4 separate regions of the Mus musculus genome follow, and regions 2, 3 and 4 are each linked to region 1. A link is a contact called in public Hi-C, promoter capture Hi-C and targeted proximity ligation data. All regions are on one chromosome and are shown on one strand. The core of a region is the stretch at or near the end of the contact, and the rest is flanking DNA. Distances in the headings are between cores, read along the strand shown.

Region 1 (3,109 bases), core at 301-2,800:
GACCACACACATGTTCTTACTCTGTGCTTTAATAAGTCCAGAATGCTTGGACCCAAGTCCTAAGTTAGTGATGCCTTAAATCGCTAGTAGCGGCCACACACACCTGGAAGAACACTGGAGATACCGTCCCTAACAATACACATCTATTTGATTTGTCAGCTTTACGTGAATAAAACTTTAAGAACAATGCATTTTTTGTTATAAAGGAATTTTTATGCTTCATTCCAGGGTGATACTAAACCACCACAAATTCACTCGAGTTGGGGTTGGGGGTGGGGTTGTTAAAAGATTTCAAAACTGCCTGCAGGTGCTCTTTGTAGAGCCTCAAGGGAGTGTCCTCAAGCAAGGGTCATCAAATGCTGGTCTTCCTCTGACAGAACGCAAGTTTTCTTTCCCACAAGTGTTTTGTTTTGTCTGAGGAGGGGAAAGTGGAAGGAAGTGATAAAGCTGAACTGTACCACTTGCTTCGACCCAACTGGGAGGGAGTCGCTCTCTTCCTGTGCCTGTTAGATAAATTTAATTTTAGCGTTCAGAACAGCACAACTCCAAACGGATCCTTAGATCTAGCCCCTACCCTCTTCGAAGCTAAACTAACCTAGTGAGATTCCAAGTGGCTCCAGCAGGCGCGCCCCCATTGTAGCTCAATGGCGCGGGACCCCTCACTAGCCCATCCCTAACCTGTTGGATAGATCGTCCTTCTTGAGAGCACCTGCTATCCTTAGAAGGGAGACAAGTGTGGTCTCAGAACCTTTGCGCGTCCCTTCCTGATAAAGGGGGTATAGGGGAGGGCTCTGCTTGCTTAAGTGCTGGCTCCTCAAGGAAGAGGAGTCAAGTCTGGCATTGCCCGACTGGTGGCCAGGGACACTGGCAGCGGCACGCCCTACCCCAACACAGTCCACAGCAGTGAGGCTTCGAGACTCTGAGAAGCTCCCAGAAGCTCTGGAGCTTTGGAGGATCCCGCTAATCTCAGGGAGCCGCTTCACCCCTGCTCTGAGTCCTGGCTGCACAGTGGCCCGGGCGCACAATCTCCCACGCACCGACTAGAGCGTTAGGTCCGACTGCGGGCTGCTCTGCTGCTGCAAACCGGTCTGGCTTCCTTGCAGGGCGTGCGGGACAGAGCAGAGGGTGGAGAGAAAAGGGGAAGAGCCTGGGCGGCCGGCGGGCGGGGCCTGCAGCCTCCCGGAGTCGCGGCCGCCGTGCAGCCTGCTCGCTGCCCGCCCCGCTCGGACTCCGGCGCGCCGTGCGGGGGCCCGTGGCTGCGGGGCACCGCCACTCCTCGGCCTCCATCCCCCGATCTCGCCTCGCCGCGCCACCCGGCGCTGTCTGGTCCTAGTGGTCCGCTTGCCGTTCTGCCGACCAGAGGAGCGGCGGGAAGGAAGGGGAACGCGGGGACACGCACACCGGCCGCGGCGCGCGCGCATTGCACACTCGCAGCCGCGCGTCCCCGTCGCCGCGCGTCCGAGCCCAGTGTGGCCCCGCGGCAGGGCCCGGCACCTGCCCGCCCCCCCACCCCACCCCCCGGCGCTGCTCCGGCTCCGCCCCGCCCGCCGCCCGCCGCCCGCTGCAGCCACCGGAGAACCCACGACATCCCGACAACTTGCCCGCGGTGGCGCAACTGGTCTCGGCCGCCAAGGCTCCAGCACGCCGGCCGAAGGAGGTAAGTTTCCTGCGCGTCCCCGGCAACCCTGCCTACACCCTCCCTTGCCGCCGCGCCTGAGGCTCTGTGTGTCTCTGCTGGGACCTGACCTGCTCTCCACCTTTCCACTTTGCCTGTCCAAGTTGTGCTGGGGGTGACATGGAGGGGGCGCCCGTGGTCGTCAAACCAGGACCTTCGCTCCTCGGGGGCCACAGCTGCGCAGTCCCCGTGGGCACCGACCGCCTCGCTACCCTGATCCCTAGGGCCGCAGTGACACCCAGTGATCCCTCGGGCTCACTTAAGTCAGAGACCCCTCCCTCGTTTCTGGGGAACCTGCTGAGTTTTGTTGCAGCAGGAGAGGTGTCTCCGTCATTCTCCCCTGCTTCTAAACAGCAGCGAACTTGTTAGGCGCCCCCCGGGATGTACAGAGGGGCTTCCACGAGTGGCGTTCTGCTTGATTTCTGGCTCTGGCGCCGGGTGGAACAGGTGAACTACAGTTCCAGCCTGAAAACAGCCGCCGACTTTTACAGTCCCCTGTCTTCAATGGCCCTGTCAATGTGACGATTCAACATCTGGGGCGGGGGTGGGGGGTGGCGGGGGGGATGGGGAGAGCGCTGGAGTTGGACTTGCCACTCTGGTGCCAGGAGTCGTCAGAACCGAAGACAACAAACGTCTGCTTATCTCTCATCTATGCAGATGAGCATGTTCTCATTTCTTACCCCCACCCTCTCAAGCCGGCTGTCTGCTGTGCACAGCACGCTTGGGTAGAAACCTGTTCCAGAGAAGTTGTTTGGGTAGTCAGTGAATTTGTTCTTCATGTCTACTGAAGTCAGGACTTTGAACAGGATCTGCTATTTACTATGATGCTATGTAAAGGAAGCGCATGCTGACTCTCAAGTAGCCATCCCCCCCACCCCCCCCACCCCCGCCTCTGCCCTGGCTCTGCCCCTTGATGGCATTCTCAGCCTGGTAGAGGTCCCCCTGTAAAATGAATGGTCCATAAGGACTGAGACCTGATTAATCTGATCTAAGAAGTAGTCCGAGGCTGTTCTCTTGAACTTAGCTGTAAAGGGCCCCTTTCACCTCTCTTCCGGGAGACTTCCCTCTTGTTCTGTGTAGAGGCTGTAGTGTTTTTGCAGTCGTTGGAGTAGATCAAAGTCCAAGGATTGGTTTTCCTTAGACTCCAGTGTGATGGGGGTTCATGGAAGCTTCTGTCAGAGGGCTGCCCACTGAAAGGCAAAACAGAAAAACAAAAACAAAAACTTACCCAACCAAGTTCAAGGTTGAGCCTTAAGTGTCCTGTGCGATCTCTAAGCTGAAGAAAATGCTGGGTTCTGTGTACAAAGGTGGAGGACCCCCCCCCCCCAGGATGCATGGGAAGTGCAGCCATCCTTGGGCAGGAAAGTTGAACAGTGCTTACAGATAAAGCCATATTACATTTTTATCCAAACTAAGAAAACTGGAGGGACTGGG
Region 2 (3,109 bases), core at 333-2,832, 220 kb after region 1:
CTAAAACACACCTATTAGCTACCTACTATTTATCACTCACTCTGCCAAAAACTTTACACATATTATTTTATTCAATGGATGTGTTAACTCTGTAAGGTGTATGCTCTAGAGGTAGAAAAGGAGTGGAAACCGAATTAATAGGAACATAGATAAAAATCAGTTCTTACCAAGAACATTGCACACCCAAACCTAATACTATGTTAAAAAAAACATAATAAGTTACATGAAATGAATTCATACATACTGATGAAGCTTTTATCCTTTCAAATCTATAATTCAATCACGATAAATAAACACTCCGGGTGCCACGTGGGAGTGCTTCTGTTTTGATCTGATGAAATGTGATCTCCATGCTTCAGAAAGTGAGCCAAAGGTTCACAGGACAGAATATGAGTTCAGTGACAAGAAGCAGAGTCAGTGTGAGGTGGTGGGTTCTAGTCTCGGGCCAAGCTGGCTGCTCATCTTTGTGGGACAGAGGCTGTAGGAGACATTTGATAAACTGTCACTCCCCTGCTTAGCCTTACAAAGTTTCTCAACCATGCAACAAAGAAGTATGGCTTGAACTAGATCTTCCTGTAAGGAGGCCTGTCAGCTAGGCACAGGAGATGTGGGTGGTCTTGGGGTAGTGGGAAGTCCAAGACAGCTAAAGTCCTCGGGGTCATTCACCGATGGTGTCAAGAGTCACTCTCCTCTAGGCCCCAAAGGACAGTACAAACCTCATGTTCGGAGAATGTCATTACACTCAAGGTGGCATTGAGAGACTCTGGCTCAATTTACATTAGTCACTTACTTGATGAAGTCTAAAGATAGAGGTCAGCCTGCTGACATCCTCAAAGATCCAGGGTGTTCCCATCACTCCATTCTGCTCTCTCTCACCTTTTAATTTTTTGCTATTGTGTTGCCCCATCGTCACAAGATGGCTGCCATGGCTTCAGATATTATGTCTCCCCTCCATGAACTCTGGAAGAAAGAAAATGGAGCAAAGGAAAAGGAGGGTGTAAGGGCTGGTGAGAGAGTGAGACCACCAGAGCTACGTTGAGGACAAAGTTCTTTATTTTAGGCATGAACTACTGGGCTGCCCCCAAGAGAAATGAGAGCAACCCCGCCTAAAGGAGAGTTTGGGTTTTTGGGATTTTTTTTTATGGTGGTTTTTGTTGTGCAGAAAAGCATCAGGGGAAAAGAACTACTGTGAGCAAAAATAACTGTTGAAAGAAAAATCTTTATGAGGGGACTTCTGGTCCTTACGGTATCAGAGTGTACAGCTGGAGAGATGGCTCAGTGGTTAAGGACACTTACTGCTCTCAGAGAGGACCTGGGTTCATTTCCCAGCATCCACATGGTGGCTCACAACCATCTGTGAACCCAGTTCCAGAGGGCCATATACCCTCTTCTGCCTCTGTAGGCACTGAACACACATGGTGCACAGATATATATATATATGCAGGCAGACCATTCCTACACGTAAAAAAAATTAAGTAAATTTTTAAAAATAGGTATCAGGATGCTGTGGTCAGGCTGCTCGGCAGAGATAAGGGCCAGGTGGCTTCTGGGAAGTAACAGAGAATTCAATTTCCATTTCCCAAAGGGACTGGTTCCCACAAGGGTTTTACATCTTGGTATCTTAGGCAACTTTGCCTTGGCCCAGGCTAGTAGGGGATTGAGACTTCTCATTTCAAAGCTTCTGCTCCTTTATGAGGAAGAGTTCTCTACTTGTACCTGTAACAGTAAATGGTTCAGATCCAGAAATGTATCACATGGCCATCAGTAGCTGCAAGGGAGGCTGGAAAAAATACTACCTGCCCTAAGACTCTTAGAAGAGGAAGAAAATTATTTTCTTCTGCCGCTACTAGGTTCACAGTTGAGGCCCTTATAACAAGACAGAGTGGATAATAACCCAACCTTTTGGATAAAATAAAGGAACACATAGATTGATTTAGCAGTCCTTCTTGTGGCCAAGTAGCCTTTTTAGCTGAATCCTCAAAGACATGGAGACACCTGTGCACTTTACGCTGTTTGATAAGAAAACGGGTTTCTACAGGTACAGCTGCACAAAGGCAGTGTAATCTCATAGGTATAAACTATAGGAGCTAGCAAGCCTGCTACTCAGATTCTCCGTGTCCCTGCTCCAACAGTCTTTCTCTTCTTCAAAGAGAAACTGAGGGCTGGCTTCAGGAGTTTGAGCAAGAGAAGGTCAGAGAGTAAGTGACCTTCCTACTTGCATGTTTTCTGAAATGCCACAATGCCACGTTTTTTGGAGGAAGACATCTAGAGCTTCCAGTGCCTCAATTCAAGGTTAGGGACTATTAGCGAGGCCAAGGGCTCTGACTGTGGGGTAGCATCAGTGCCAAACAGAAAGGTGGGAAGACCCAGAATGTTGGGGTGCTGCTGGCAGTGGTGGTTGTTGCTGCTGTTGCTATTGCTATTGTTGTTGCTGCTGTTACTGTTGAAACAGGGTCTCACTGTGTGTAGATGAGGCTGTCCTTGACCTTCAAGAGACCTGCCTGCCTCTTCCTTCCAAGAATTGGGATTTAAGATGTATGCCACCACACATGACTGGTTTGGTTTGGTTTGGTTTTATTGAAGCAAGCTTTGTGTTTCTTATGTTTAGAGTACTCCAGCTATAGTACTGCCCATGAGTCTCTCTCTGCCCTCAGACTGAAGGCCTACTGGGTGGAGTCATTCTGACACTGCACATCCTACACATTGTATTTTGCAGATCTTGGAGACATTTCAATTTTATCGGAATTCATTTTAACTGGGAGTTATCCAAGCAACACTTAGGATTTTATGGCTTTGAATCATAATTAGCTATCAGTATTTTGCCCCTTTCCTGCTAATTGATAGTTAATAGTGTGTGAAACCTCATGGGTATGTGGGTGCATATGCACGTGTGTACATGAAGACAGCCTTAGATACAATTTTTCCTCAGGTACCATCTGCTTTGTTTTTTGAGACAGGGTCCCTCACTGGAACCTGAAGCTCACTAATTAGGCTAAGCTGGCTAACCAGCAGGACCCAGGGATTCTCCTGTCTCTATATTCCCAGTGCTGGGATTATAATAGTTCACAATGGGTCCTGTGAATCAAACTCAGTCCCCATGCTTGTGTGA
Region 3 (3,109 bases), core at 256-2,755, 180 kb after region 1:
TACATCGGCATACCACAGAGAGCCTTGCACATCCAAGTCTACCACAGCACAGCTCAGAGTAGCCAAGGTTCGCAATTGGCCTAGGTGTCCATGGACAGACAAATGGATAAAGAAAATGTGATGTGTATACACAGTGTTGTTTCCTATTCAGCCCTAAAGAAGAATTACATTTAGGTCATCTGCAGGAAGATGGATGGAAACTGCAGATCTTCCCGTTAAGCAAAATGAGTCTGATTAAAAACGACATTGCATATTCCTCTCATGTGCGCAATCTAGAATATATACATGCATGCATGATGTGGAGGTAGAGGGGGCGCTTATTTGGGGTTCAGAAATCGGTCGGCCAAAAGAAGAGGGAGAGGAAAGAGAGGATGATGAAGGGGATGAGCATGGCCGTATTTGATACAATTAGATGAAAATGTCGTTATTAAATCTATCACTGTGGACCGTGAACTAAAACTGAACAAATACAAAAAATAAAGAACCCACAGCAGTTTCCCCCTACCCCCAGCTTCTCTGTGGTCTTCTGAACAGGCACCGGAAGTCTGCTGTGTGCTTGATCTATTCCCCAGCTTTCCATCCTCCCTCCATCTTTCATATACACTCTGCTGTAAGGTCTCAGACCAGGGAATTCCATTTAGCCTGAGTGCTGTTGGGAGATTCCTATGTGACTTGTTGAGCTGGCTGGGGCTGTGCTGTCCTCCTGTTTCCTGTGAATTGCTTCCCTGCTTCCAACCCAAAGCGTCCTGTCTGGACTGTCTTTTGGAGTGGGCTACATGACCTCAGCATACAAGCAAGCACTCTGGTTAAAAGCCCCATCTCTCTTTCTGGATTACCCAGTGATCCGTGAACCCCTGTGTGTCAGCCTTCCCTTTGTGATGGCCAGTCCCTCACCAGTTTCATCCCATGGTGCGTACACCACTCGAAACTCTTCTCAAAAACCAATCTTGTATACTTCAAACCTGCTGAGTCTGGTTCCCATACAGGACCCTAAGAGCCTTTTCCAAATGTAATCGTCTAGGTTCTGGGACCTCCCCTGGCCCCCATGTTACTAGCTGCGAATGAGGAAAGGTGGACATGTAAATAACTGGTCCCCTTTCTCGAGGCACTCCCTTCCCCTCAGACTCCATCACCATGATAATTATCCACTTCTATAAGTGAAACTATCTCAAGGAAAGATCAGTGAAGACTGCCCGTACATCACGGGTCACCTGCTGTCACAAACAGAGAGTAGAAATCCAAACTCTCTGTGGGCTTCGGCGTAATAGAAAAACCAAGTTGAGCATCCCTGTGAAAACTGCTTTTCCATGCATTGTGCTATCGTCCCCAAGTCTGTACTCTGCTTGGCTTTCCCAGTCCAGACAGCGTGACCATCAGGTAGCTAGTTGGCCAGAGCAGCACCCTGATTCTTAATTGTCTTTTCTTCCGTCCTCTCCCACGCTCTGCACACAGCAGTAAATCACCATGCCTCCTCCAGTCTGCCTCCTGATTACCACATGAATCCACCTTATTGGATCTGCCTTCGTAGAAACTCTGGGTATTCATCTGCAATTTCAATAGCCTCTTTGCTCATTTCAGTGCGCCGTTAACTTTCAACCCGTGGCCCCTAGCGTACCCCTTACTCTCTTGGCTTATTCTGCCAGACCATATTTTCCTGTCTTCTTCTCTCCCCCTCTCTTACTCATCTCAGGACTACTGGGACACCCCTTCCTCTGAGATCACCGTGCGGCGCTTCCTGCTCCTCCCCACCTCACCTCCTTCATGAGATATTTAATACCTTGTTATTTTCTCATGAAGAGATCCTTAAGCCTGAGAATCAAGCCTCGGCCTTTGTCTCTACATGCTTGCGCTCAGTGGGTAATTAGCAAATAGCTCTTGGAAACTGTGTCTGAACAAAAGAATAATAAGTAGAATATCTGAGGATAAAGAGAGGCGGGCATGGGTGCCACTCCGAGAAATCTGTCTTCTATGCACTTCTGTGTTTCCAGTTACTTCCAGTCCTTCTGGAGGGAACATCCCGTTTTGCTGAAATGCGTGCCAGAAACGGCATGGAGAATTTAATAAGGCAGATGATTTCCACTTTGAGTCACTTGGGATTAGAACTGCACTGGCTATCCTCATACTGAGTCATTAGTTTAGCAGAAGTGTATTTATATTTCAGTGACTTTTTCCCATGGAAGCCTTGTAGTGATCATCAGACCTTGATTTGACGTTGACCCCTGCCTCCCTTAGGTATGTGTCCTTCTCCCCCTGGTGTTTTAAATTAAGAGATTTGTAAGCCTCTTAATTTAACAGAGAAAACCTCCAGTAAACAATCTTTTTTTTTTTCCTTTCCTCGGGCAGATGGCTATCTGCTTCAAAATTAAAATGGAAGTGAAGTAGACTGGTGTGATCAACAAACAGATTCGTATCAGAATTTTACATCCAAATGACAGATTGCCCCTCTGGGTTCTATTTGGCACAATGAAGAGTTAAGCTAGTTTATTTAAAGGATGTGTGGGGGGCTCGGGGGGTGGGGGAGAGGTGAAATTGATGTTACTTAAGAGACTGTGGAGCTGTTTATATTCTCGGGTGAAAAGGCTTGCTTATAATGCAAGACCTAGGTGTGCTTGCTACTGGACCTTTAATGTTAGGGTCAAAAGGGAAGGAAGATTTGCTGGCTGGGAAATCTACAGGGTGACAAGGGAGACTCAGTCTCCTCTTCGTGCATCTGTCAGTGGAAGTACTGTAGGAAGTCGAGGTGGGATGGGGGGAGGGGGAGGGGAGAGGGTGGGACCTTGGGTGAAACTCCTGCTGTGCAAGTGTGAAGACCTGAGTTCGAATCCCCACAAGCCCAGCTGTAAGTGTCTCAGAGGCCAATGTTCCTTCCTCAGCCCTCTCTGCAGCCACCTCACCTCACCTCACCTCACCCCAGCAGCACGCTGCTGCTGCCCCCCGGAATGTAGCACAAACTGACCGCGGCAAGATTTGTCATCAAATCTTTACGTATGAATTTTGGAAAAGCAGTTCTAAATTGTTTTGCACTTGTTTTTTAATTTACCGTGATTATTCCCCGCCCCCTCTGGTGTAATTTATCTATGAACAATCTAGAGTCCCATGTCATTTAATA
Region 4 (3,109 bases), core at 298-2,797, 140 kb after region 1:
TAGTTTATCTCCTGTTGGACACAGCCCCACTGTGTCCCTGTGCCCATGGAAGGAGGGTGGACAGGCAAGCAGAGCCAACGCACCACCAGAACATTTTTCAAGATCCAGAATCGGACCAAAGTGATGGGTTCTGTGCCCTGGGACTTGCTGTCACTTCAGCATTTGTGTCTCTCACTTGGCTTTGTGTAACAAGATGTCATTTAAAAAAACTGTGCAGTTTTCAAACATTGTTCTAATGAGCCTGTGACAGAGGACATTCCTTTGGTTCAGGGAACAGGACAGCAGGCATGCTGACGGTAGAGCAAGTATTCACGTGGCATTGTCACCCACAGAGAGAAATGACTTACTTAGTGTAGGCCCTGCAAGTTTTACACTTAAATGAAAATACGGTTCTCAACAGTGGGTGTTTAGCAGTGTCTATAGACATGTGGGAGTGTCCTATCAGGGGAAGAGGGGTGACTTGCTTAGAGCAAATGGAGGCCATACAGGACTCTCCCCCACAACCTAAAAGTATCCAGTCTAACATATCACTCGAGCCAAGAAAGAGAAACCCTCCTATGGAAGTTTTTGACTTAGCTAATTCTTGGCTTTAGAAGATTGTTCAGAGGACTGAGAAACAGACTAACCTAGGCATATCTGGTCTGGTACAGGTTAAGAAGAGTTCTGTAATCTTAACAGGGTGAATGGACAGGTACAAGGACCTCATTTGGAGATTGGGAGCCAATGAAAGCATTCTCTGTATGACTTGGCCTCTCCCTCAGGCCTCTGTTCTTAGTTATCAGAGTGGAAAGGCAGTTTCTCTTGGTTCTTTCCATCTGTGGGTTCAAGGCTTTAGGTATACTGGGGGTGTTGTTGCTGTTGTGTTTGAGGGAGAGGAGGGTGTCTTGAAATAGTTTCAAGAACCGGATTTGAAGAGATAAGAATAAACAGAACAAAGGGACTCTGTGCCATTGCCGTCGTCACACAAACAGCTGCAGGCAGCGAAGCTGTGCCAGGTGAGGGATTGGGTCTCAGCAAACTCCATCATCACCAAGGACACAGAGAAAGGAGAGGAGGGCCCAAGAGGACATACTGATTGGGAGGATGCCCTAAGCCTTCCTCTGGCTCTAAGCTCTGCTCAGGGGCAGCTGTCCTGGAAAGATTTGCATTTCCTTGTTCCTTTTTGAATCTTTGAAAGAAAATTTCCATATTGTGTGGGGTTCCCTGCCCCCAACACCAGGTGGTTACCTTTCATACAGACTGAACCATGTGGTACAGATGCACAAGCACTTCCAATCCTGTTCCTCGGTTAGGGCCCCCAGCCAAGATGGAACCCCTCCCATCACCACACCTCCTCCATTGGAGCCCAGCAGCTGTGGTGCTGACCTGCCTGGCAGCCCTAGTTGGTGGTGGTCTGCAGAAGCCAAGGCTGCTTGCGTTCACTTCTGTTCACATACTAGTTCATTCTCTCAAAAGCTCATTCGTTTACCCAACTGGATGGCAGAAGTTTCTCTCAAGCTAGATAACCAAATCAGGTGTGTGTTTAGTTCAGAAGCCTGCCTGTTGCTAAGCAACCATAGGTAGACTCTGGAGCCCGTATCAGATGCTAGGGCTGGAGCAAAGATTAAAGGATCCTATCCAGGCACAGGCTGTGTCTAACAAGGCCTAGAAGAAGGCAAGATGGAGGTGTGTGTGTGGGGCGGGGTGGGGTGGCAGGTTAGGCTATTTAAAGAGGCACAGAATGCACAGAACAGCAGCCACCATGGGGGATGTAGTGGGGAGTGAGCAGAACTTTTATACAAAGGCCCAAGGAACATGTCAGAAAATAGAACACAGGAATCTCCAGATTTTAACTCCTTGTTTGTGTGTATGCTGAATGCTTACTGCCATGGGACCTGCCCATGGAAGGAGCTCTACAGTCAGAATATGTATCCATAGCCTATAGACTCTGAGTGTTGAGATGATCCATCCAGCAGCTACCAAGTCGCTTACTGAATAAAGCGTATTCGTGGCTGAGGAGTGTTAATAGATTGCTTTGTTCTGTTAGTCCAACATGTCCTAGTTGCTGGGACGGTCGTCTGTATCCTTGGACTCTAATAAAATGACTGATTATGAACAGAAGTGTTCCTTGAAGTGGCTTGTATTTGGTGATTGAGTTCATGAGTGCTGAGCTAGCTCTGAACAAAGGCTGTGGTAAGATGGCCAGGAGATGACCACAGTTGGACAGAGCACACAGTCCGTAAAGGCCTGGACTATGGAAACATTCCGATTAACTGTGTACCTCAGGAAAGGTGGAGCAGCCATCCTGAAGGGAGCAGTTGATGATGGACCAGACTCTTCATTCTGTGCTATCACGGCAGGTCATGCATCTACTGGGACCACAAGGGATCCCATTCTGATGAGCCACTGGAAGCGGGTTTGTTAGGATCAAGTCTCAAGGGTCTACAAACAATCTCACATCCATCCAAGTGGTGATCACTGCCAGGGAAGAGTCCTAAATAGTTTGTTGGTAGCTCAGACATCTGTGGTCTTAAACAATTCCAAAAACAATTCAATACTGCTCTTTTGGAGCTCGGGGGGCGGGGTGCAGAAATCAGTGACGCCCCAGCCTTCCTTATATGGTAATGCTGGAGGTTGCAGGCATGGGAAGCGAAGTTGCTTCCCCCATTACTACCTGGGGATATGCCTAATCTGCTCCCCTTTCTTGATATCAGTATGACCTGGAAAGTTGTAACCCAAAGGAGGCATGGCACATTTGCTTTCTGTTGTATCTCTACTGGTGTAACTATGACCGAAGAGTGCTTCTACAGGCATGACTATAAATGGGGAGAAAATAGTAGATACAGAAAAAAAATGGTGGAATAAAAAACATTAAATCATATGAAATAAGTGGCTTTCAGTTCCTGACCATAAATGCTGGAAACAAAATGAAACCGGAAAGTATTCTTTCAGTAATTTGTATGTATAAGAAACCTTTCTGGTCATTAGCTTACTACCTTTGTTTTATAGAGGAAGAAACAAAACCCCTGGGTGTCAGGACCCTTTTTCAGCATCTCATGATTCTGCCCCATTGGCAGTCATAGCCCTTCTTGACTTTGACTTTATATTGCACAAACAGTCTTTATTCCTG

Evidence for each region. Promoter capture Hi-C pulls out the DNA fragments that hold promoters and counts their contacts. A called contact is a pair of places that touch in the nucleus more often than the background predicts.
Region 2: a contact with region 1 is called in a promoter capture Hi-C map of pre-B cells, with 2.7 times the contacts expected there. A contact is called at or near these places in 11 of 39 promoter capture datasets (the 3T3-L1 cell line, the C10 cell line, the HPC-7 cell line and 7 more), 2 of 484 Hi-C or Micro-C datasets (the G1E-ER4 cell line and nephron progenitors), 16 of 130 datasets of targeted methods (bone marrow-derived macrophages, craniofacial prominence, embryonic basal ganglia and 11 more) and 1 of 9 other capture datasets (pancreatic islet).
Region 3: a contact with region 1 is called in a Hi-C map of nephron progenitors, with 2.3 times the contacts expected there. A contact is called at or near these places in 6 of 39 promoter capture datasets (the HPC-7 cell line, cranial neural crest, embryonic stem cells and 3 more), 6 of 484 Hi-C or Micro-C datasets (the AML12 cell line, the Ba/F3 cell line, granulosa cells and 2 more), 6 of 130 datasets of targeted methods (astrocytes, differentiating embryonic stem cells, embryonic stem cells and 1 more) and 2 of 9 other capture datasets (liver and pancreatic islet).
Region 4: a targeted proximity ligation map of embryonic stem cells shows a contact between it and region 1, with 5 times the contacts expected there. A contact is called at or near these places in 5 of 39 promoter capture datasets (the 3T3-L1 cell line, the HPC-7 cell line, hematopoietic stem and progenitor cells and 2 more), 4 of 130 datasets of targeted methods (embryonic stem cells, fetal liver and heart atrium) and 2 of 9 other capture datasets (liver and pancreatic islet).

The regions. Positions count from the first base shown.
Region 1 is chr19:24,554,313-24,557,421 of GRCm38.p6, reverse strand. Pip5k1b (phosphatidylinositol-4-phosphate 5-kinase, type 1 beta) reads left to right here and starts at 1,550. Exons shown (of 15, transcript NM_008846.3): 1 at 1,550-1,657. Gm50341 (predicted gene, 50341) reads right to left here and starts at 1,090. Exons shown (of 2, transcript NR_169181.1): 1 at 1,038-1,090; 2 at 12-414.
Region 2 is chr19:24,329,839-24,332,947 of GRCm38.p6, reverse strand. The region is part of intron 13 of Pip5k1b (phosphatidylinositol-4-phosphate 5-kinase, type 1 beta); the gene reads left to right. Among named protein-coding and RNA genes, the nearest start is that of Fxn, 51 kb to the right of the region's middle.
Region 3 is chr19:24,370,832-24,373,940 of GRCm38.p6, reverse strand. The region is part of intron 7 of Pip5k1b (phosphatidylinositol-4-phosphate 5-kinase, type 1 beta); the gene reads left to right. Among named protein-coding and RNA genes, the nearest start is that of Pip5k1bos, 44 kb to the left of the region's middle.
Region 4 is chr19:24,414,447-24,417,555 of GRCm38.p6, reverse strand. Pip5k1bos (phosphatidylinositol-4-phosphate 5-kinase, type 1 beta, opposite strand) reads right to left here and starts at 1,547. Exons shown (of 6, transcript NR_167769.1): 1 at 1,366-1,547. All of the region lies in intron 3 of Pip5k1b (phosphatidylinositol-4-phosphate 5-kinase, type 1 beta), which reads left to right.